2 separate regions of the Mus musculus genome follow, and region 2 is linked to region 1. A link is a contact called in public Hi-C data. All regions are on one chromosome and are shown on one strand. Each heading gives the region's core, a stretch centred on a gene start, on an enhancer-like site or on the middle of the called end of the contact. The rest is flanking DNA. Distances are from core to core; before and after follow the strand shown.

What was found. A called contact is a pair of places that touch in the nucleus more often than the background predicts.
Region 2: a Hi-C map of the N1E-115 cell line shows a contact between it and region 1, with 2.9 times the contacts expected there. The contact joins two enhancer-like sites. A contact is called at or near these places in 1 of 15 datasets of contacts at CTCF or cohesin (the NIH/3T3 cell line), 1 of 484 Hi-C or Micro-C datasets (the N1E-115 cell line) and 1 of 115 datasets of contacts at active chromatin or transcription factors (embryonic stem cells).

The regions. Positions count from the first base shown.
Region 1 is chr12:15,702,531-15,706,418 of GRCm38.p6, reverse strand. It overlaps Gm40287 (a long non-coding RNA gene), which reads right to left. Exons shown (of 6, transcript XR_872503.1): 2 at 3,140-3,414. Among named protein-coding and RNA genes, the nearest start is that of Mir6387, 97 kb to the left of the region's middle. Within about 2 kb of position 1,703, at least 47 of the 459 cell types and tissues checked have an H3K27ac peak or open chromatin away from gene starts, as enhancers often do. A contact at or near this core is called in the N1E-115 cell line, where this site is marked.
Region 2 is chr12:16,258,869-16,262,777 of GRCm38.p6, reverse strand. No RefSeq gene overlaps it. Among named protein-coding and RNA genes, the nearest start is that of Gm36372, 28 kb to the right of the region's middle. Within about 2 kb of position 1,262, at least 36 of the 459 cell types and tissues checked have an H3K27ac peak or open chromatin away from gene starts, as enhancers often do. A contact at or near this core is called in the N1E-115 cell line, where this site is marked.

The DNA of each region.
Region 1 (3,888 bases), core at 454-2,953:
TAAAATGTGCCCTATTTGATTTGTGAAAGATACATCTTCAAGTGTCATATCTCGGTGCAGGTATACACTTTGTATACATCTGGACAAACATCAGGATGCCTTGACAGTTGTCAAAGGTCCACAGTCTGAACTACCAAGAGATAAGGAGTCTGAGTCCCAAGAGTGAGGGGATGGTCTGTACCAGGAGATTATGTTTAAGAACTCTGGCTATGAGGCGCACACAGTAATGGCACATTACTTGGGCAGGCACATTCAGACATGAAATAGGCAGAAAGGGAGAATGATTGAACTTAGTGATGACATAGCCTACTGGGTCAAGAAAGGCACCCAGAAAGAAGATATGTACAATACTGATGGATGCAGGGACTTGAAGAGACAGGGATGGGGATGAAGAACTCCATAGATGTGGAAGTCATGCAAGTAAAAGCATGGGGGGAGAAACAGAATGGTACACAAGGTCCAGTGAAGAAACTCAGCTGGTAAGAAGAATGGGCCAACACACCAACTCTTTGGGGGAGAATCAGGAGACAAAAATTAAGATCTTTATTCTCCCTCTGGCTTGACTGACTTTGGAAGTCTTAAAGTCTCTTTGTCTTTCTCCCCATCCTTCTGAGTCTTCTGTCCTCCCCTACTACCTTCCTCCCCTTCTCCTTTTCCTTCCTCTGTCCATTTCTTCATTCCCTCACCCTCTCTCTGTCCCTCCCTCCCTCTATCGTTGCCTCTTCTCTCTTCTTTACTTCCGATCTTTCCTTTCCCCTTCCCTCCCCTTCTTTTCACCTTCCTATTTTCATCTCCTTCTCTCTTTTTCCCTGTATTTCACTCTCATCCCGTTGTCTTCCCTCCCATCAATATTTAGCACAAATGCACTGATTGTCTGTGTCTCCAGCCCTTTGGTAAGCTAGAGATACAGAATTATTTCCCACAGTCTCTGCTTGGAAGGGGTGCTCATAGAACACTGCTGTGCTGGGGGCTGAGAGGGAAGGATTGGGAATACAAAGCCTGACCTATGCTTGACATATATCCAGGAAACATAAACAGCACGTATTGACAGGCAGACATGGTCCAAGGGTTTTTATACACATGATCTCATCATATTGCACTAACTGGTGGAGTGCTTATTATTTTGTCTAATGCACACATGAGACTTAGAAAAAGTAAAGAAACAGTTCCAGTCACACAGATAGTATGTGGCAGAACTCAATTTCTATGTTCCTAACCTTTTATTTGTGCTCTATATGCCAAGTAATTGAATCTGCACAGCCTCACACAGGGATAATGATGTGGTTAGCCGTGGTATTTTTTTCTGGGTGCTTTGTAGCCATTAAATTCTCACTCTGTCTCATATCTCTATATATCTGTCATATGCATTATGTATGTATGTATATATGTATGTATGTATAGATAGATAGATAGATAGATAGATAGATAGATAGATAGATGGTAGATATGCTTAAAACAAAGCCAATCCTCTCTGAAATTCCATCTTTTCCCAAAGGGAAGCATTTCTACCTAGAGACAAACACTTGTGACAGAGCAGGTCTTCCACGGTCCACAATCCTTGTCCCTGATTCAGCACATAGGGACTGAAAGACACACTGACTAAGAGCAATGGTGGCTAGCTGCAAACATACACTAACACACGCTAATCTCATCTCCTGCCTCTGCTGGACGCATCTCAGGAATGTGGGAGGCTAGCATGTCAGATAGGCAATTACTGGCCGGACGCAGCATTGCATAATGGGATGATGACTAGGGCTTCCTGCTTCAGCGAGAATGCAGCCAGCTTGCCAGAAAGGATTTATCTTCCCAAGAGAAACATGCCAACTTTAGGAGGATATGAAGTAACTGTTATTATGGGGAAAAAAAGACAAGCTTAATTTGAAAATACTCAAGGTCCCTTTCAGCTTGTGCTCTGTCTGCATGTTCTCCTCCTCCTCCTCTTGCTCCTCCTGCTCCTCCTCCTCCTCCCTGCCCCAGTTCTATCTTCTGGTTTTCTTCCTTGCATGTGACCAGGTCTCCGAGTCGAGTCCATCTTTATATTTCTGTGGCTTTGTTGCCATACTTGCCTTTTCTTTACCCTAGTTCAGTGTTGAAGAGAAGGGTCTTAATTCTCCACAAACAAAAATCCATGGTGCTGATAAAATTAAAAATGTGTCTGTGGTGTTGTTGTGTAGGAGGACCTCGCAGACTGAACATTAGTTAGAAGAGACTCAGTTACCTAATATACAACATCCTGGTAGGTCTTTCATGATAACTAAGCAATCTAACTGACCATAACCTTCCCTTGCTGGCAAATGTGTTCATAGTAGGTGCTCTGTAAGCCCCTTGGCTACCATAGGCTCCTATGAAACCTGGACTCACCTCCTCAGTGTGCCTGATTTGCTGCATGGAGGGAAAAAAATCCTTGCACAAAATTAGATAAAAGAGTAACATACAGAATTCTTATAGACATCCCTGGTTAATGACTTTTCCCCCACCTGGTAAGGATGTTAAAATACAGGATAATAAAGTCATTGGCTTAGAGGTTCCCAGCATCATTTAGAACCTCTGCCACTAAAAAGTCAATATTTCCAACTCTTCATTTTACTTTCTAATCATGCATCCTGCTCCCTTTCCTCCTGTTAAATCATTTTTATTACAACATATAAACATGGCAGCTAAGCAATTAAGGACATACATAACATAAATGGATATACAACATCCACACTTATAGAGAAAGCCTCAGTAGGTAATTATTATTGTCTAGAATTGCCATGTGTCATAAAGAATCTGTATTATTTACTACCCAGACTAGTGACCTGAGTTCAATTCTAGGAACCCTCATAATAGAAAGAGAGAACTCATCCCTGCAAGTTGTCCTCTGACCACAAGGGTGCCATGGTACACATACGCCCCACCAATCAATCAATTAATGTAATTAATTCACACACATACACACACACACACACACACACAAATGAATAAAATTGTAAAGACTTTTTTTTTTTTAAAAAAGAAGACAGAAAAATATATTAAATTAGAGTTCACTGTCTCATGAAAATCCTGCTTGGAATTTAAAGGGGTCAAAATGAATTTCATTCACACCTTTCAGAGTGGTTAAGCACTTGGGAACAAACAAGTGAGTTAAGTACTTTCTTACCTCTCACAGATTCTTGTGGTGTTTCATTGTTTGATTTTTAAGGATGAAGGTCAAGTTCAGAGAGGGAAGCACAAATTCCCCAAGGCCATTTTGAGCAAAGGAAGCAGGAAGTTGCAGGGAAAGCTGAACCCCATCCGCCTGACTCCAAATCCCTTCCCCTTTTACTTCCTTCAGTCTTCATCATGGATCACCAGGTCTTCCAGGTACAGAAGAAAGCTAGAACTTCCTTCATTTTCATCAAGGAGCTCTTTCTTCTATCCGATGAGCTCAAAATTCTGAGGGCATGGAGATATGCCTGGTGAATTTTACATCATCACAGTGAGATCCACCAACACACTAGGATTCCTCATAAATGCCCACAGCCACTGCATTCAAAGTCCCAATCTTCATGTTTTCTTTCCAAATAGCATCTATTCTTCCATCATCCCAAGACAATTAACAAGGTTTAAATGTGGAAAGCAATGATCTCTGGGTAACAGAGGGTATCAATCACTTTCCTTGATTAACTAAAGCTTACATTTTCTCCATGTGGCATTTCAGCATCTCACAAACCTGTGTATCTGATGGTGATTCAACCACAGCTCATTAGGTTTCATTTTATGTTCATCAATAAAATAACCATGTGATGGAGGTTGCCAATCCCTAACTCCTTATGACTGAGTTCCCTTTTGAGTCCTGAGATTGAAGTGTAGATTGAAGCCTGAGATCTGAATGTGCTTTGTTGACAAAATCTGTGTTACTGCTGTCTT
Region 2 (3,909 bases), core at 13-2,512, 560 kb before region 1:
GGAGAAAGTGAGTGTGGGAAATAGGGAAGGTTGTGTTTACCATATGCCAAAGAGAGGATGGTGCCCACTGCCTTACCTGGATGGTAGTCTGAGTTCAGGGAGATCAGAGGAGGGCACAGAGAGTGTTCACGTTTTTAGAGCTCTGGATGCTAGTGACTGTCTGTCTGTCTATCTATCTATCCATCCATGATCAATCATCTGCCTATAATCTATCTGTCTGTCATCTATCGTTTACCTACATGATCTCCCCCACCACGGTTCCTTCATTGCTGTTATTTCTTGTTTTTTGTTGTTCTTGCTCCTCCTCCTTTCCTCTCAATTACTTTTATCTTTATTTTTTCCCAATTCAACAGACTGAAGGCACAGATAGCACGGGTCACTTAGTACCTTGTAACTACTGGGACAAGGACTGTGGCAAGAAAGATCCCCCTCTCTCTTACAAACACACACACACACAAATAATATTTTCCTACTATCTATTCTGATCATGATTTCAGCTCTCTTGTTTCCTCTTAGATCTTTTCAACCTCCTTGCCCACCTAACTCCACAACTTCCTTCTCTCTCTCTTTTTAGAGAACAAATAGACCAATAAAAAACAAGGATAAAACCAAGAAAACAGTAAATAAGAGTGCGTGGTGCTACTTCTGCACAGGACCCAAGTTCTTCTATAAGCACCCTCATTGGGCAGGCCAGAATACATTGTTACACTAGGGATCTGCCTCTTTTGGTACTCATAACATATACCCTGCCCCTCCCCACAATTAATGAAATTTTTCAAACATAAAAGCAGAAGGTTAGGTACTCATTGTGAGACCCTATATCAAATTGTGCTTTGGGCAGGCTCTTGGCCCTGTGGCATCTGAGCTTGGAAAAGGATGGGTCTGGATGGATGGGAAAGATGAAGGGTAGAAAGGAGACTCATCAGTAGAGAAATGGGGACTGATAACATATAAGGCAAAAGAAGTACATGGAATCTAGGCAGTAACCAGGTAGATAAAGCATAGTTGGGAAGAAAAACTTGGAATCAAGACAGGAGGGAAAAATGAGACACCAGGTCGTTGAAGGAGGATGGTCCCCAAATGTTAGTGTCTATCACATGGTGAGCGTGAACTGCCCTAGACAGCTGGCTCTACTCGGGCAAGAGTGCCACTCATTTCTACCAGCAAAAGGCCAGTTTTGTCTTTTATCATCAGTACGGTTCTCTGGCTGGTGTATCTGACACCATGATAATTGTACATAAACACAGCCAGGACACTGATGTTACTAAGGTGACCACTGACTGCTCAGCTGGACTTTGTGCTGAAGCCCTGGATCCTTATGAATTCATAGGAACTGTAGATACTTGTTGGACAGCAGCCAGCACTTCAGAACTAACTCAAAGGCAAATGAATTGAAAGAATTCCACCTGCGTTTTGTCGGAGAGTCTTAAAATTATCCCTAATTAGCAGCAATCATTCTTCTTTTTTGAGGATGTGCATTCCTGGTTTAGCGAAGCCAGCTTCTCCTCCGTGAGAGAGAGTCATTGAAATGCAAGCAGTGTGCTGGATATCTGTGCCTCCTGCTCTGAAAGGAACCTCTCAGTTCCCGGGTGACCCTGTGCTAATGAGTCTCTGGCTGGTGAGTCATCTTCTAGCCAAGCCAGAGATATTATCAGTTTCATTAGAGTCCCTCCAGTCACCTCAGCTTGGCCTGAAGCTTCACAAGAAGGCCATTAGATCGACATTGACAGGACACACTCACCAGCCCACCCCACCCGAATCATTTAGTATTTGCAAACACGCCAGGCATTTGCTATGAAAATGCACTGTTCTGCATGCAAACACCCGTTGATCAGTTTCACTGGAAACGAGAGCATTGCATACTTGCTTGAGTGGAGATGCCACCAGAACAGATGTCTCTGCAAAGGCTATTTTAGAATGACCCCGACTGAGTCTCTTTTTTCTGCAGAGAAATAGTAGCCACCGTTTTAATGATTCCTTCCAGCTTGGAACTCTGCTAGGAGCAATCTCATTCATTCCCAGTCAGGTTGTTGGCTGCACAGCCCCAGGCAGGCTCTATGATGCTTGTTTGGATATGTTCTTACTGTTGGGGCTGCTCCCAGCTGAAAGCCTGAATGGTGTGAACACATGTGGGGAACAACATATGTCTCCCTTGCCAATCACCTAGATGAGACTCAGCCTCTCTCTTTCTTTAGTCAGCCAAGGAAGATTTCTGTTGGACCAAACAGATCCCTGGAACACAGCATCTAAGGCCCAAGACACAATTCTTCAGCTATTGGAAGGATTAGGTGTCTCCGTCTCTGGCTTTCTGGAACTCTTGGTTATAGAGATTTGGAGCAATGGCATACTCTGCATTGACTAGGTCATTCTTTTCTGGTCTCCACAGGGGACAAAGCAGAGGGAGGACCACAAACTGGTTCTGCAGACAGGCATGCAAGAGGCATTGTAAGGCTGGAGATGTGAGTTGTTTTAGGAGTAACACTTACTTGATTTAAAGATGGGTTCTATGTTTTCCAGAACATTCTCTCTTGCCTTCATGTTTATCATTGACTTGTCTCAGGCTGAATGGCAGGATGGGAACAATGGATCAAGTGATTTCCTTTGTGGTTTGCATGACAACATTGGCTTGTTTGTGTAGAGTGTACTTTCCTGTCATACTTCTTTCTCTTTAGAAAGACAAGAGTCCAGTTTAGGCTCTTCAGTCTTTTGGTTATAAGTCCTTGCAGGTGGGGTGGCATTCTGTAGAGCACAAATGGCATTCTGATGCATTTTGGGATTACATTTAGGGATGGATGCAGAGGCCCACTATGCTCTCTGCTCACATTCAGTGGATACAAAGCCACTCATTGTGTGCCCCTACTGTGCGTTCTTCTTACACTTAGTGATGGGTGCAGAGGCCCCACCCTCACTCTGGACTCTGCTCATACTTAATGATGGATGCAGTGGCCCCCACTGTGGGCTATGCTCACACTCAGCAATGTATATAGAGACACACACTGTGGGCTATGCTCACACTCAGCAATGAATGTAGAAACACACACTGTGGGCTTAGGCCCCCACCGTGGGCTATGCTCACACTCAGCGATGTATATAGAAACACACACTGTGGGCTGAGGCCCCCACCGTGGACTCTCCTTAGAGCTTATTTCAATGTTCCTGGCAATCCTATGAAGCAACTCCTGTTATCTGAACTTAAGTGCAAAGAATCAGTGTCAGAACTAAGTAACCAGCTTAAGGCTCCACAACCAGCATCAAAAGCACGTAGTTGCCACCAGAAACCTGATTCAGAATGAATGCACTGAGTTGTGCTCTTTCTCCAAATTTTCGCCCAACATCATCAAATACATCCAAGGGTGAGACCCAGCTTCTTTCAGTCAGGTCTTGACTGCTCAGCCAGCTGCAGTGTCCTGGGTACACCCTGACTCTGGCCTGTGTTTTGCCATGCAGTCTGGGAATGCATACCTTGCTTCTGAACACATAGCTGTCCTTGTACTCCCTTAGGACAGGTCCTGGAGTGCGGGGTAGGAAACAAGTGGTGGCTAAATTGGATTGACAAATGGTTCTGCTCCCCCCACCTCCTGCAGTGCTATGCAAAGGTTTTACCTCCACTTATTGCACAGAGTGGTAATTATAAGATCAGTTGTGAGATAAAGAATAAGGGAAGCCCCGCCTGCAGATGTCAAATCTCAAACGTAAAGAAGCACTTTGAAGCTACTTAGCCTTCTGCCTGGTGTCCCCTCTACTGTGCACAGGTTTACGATGGATGGTTGAATGCCTTCTGGGATGAAATTCTTGTCAAGTTTAGGACTTAAAAGGCAAATAGTAAATTTTACCCAAATTGACTTTTTCTGCTATCATCTTTCACCAGTTTCTCGATTGTGTGTGTGTATGTGTGTGTGAGTGTGTGTG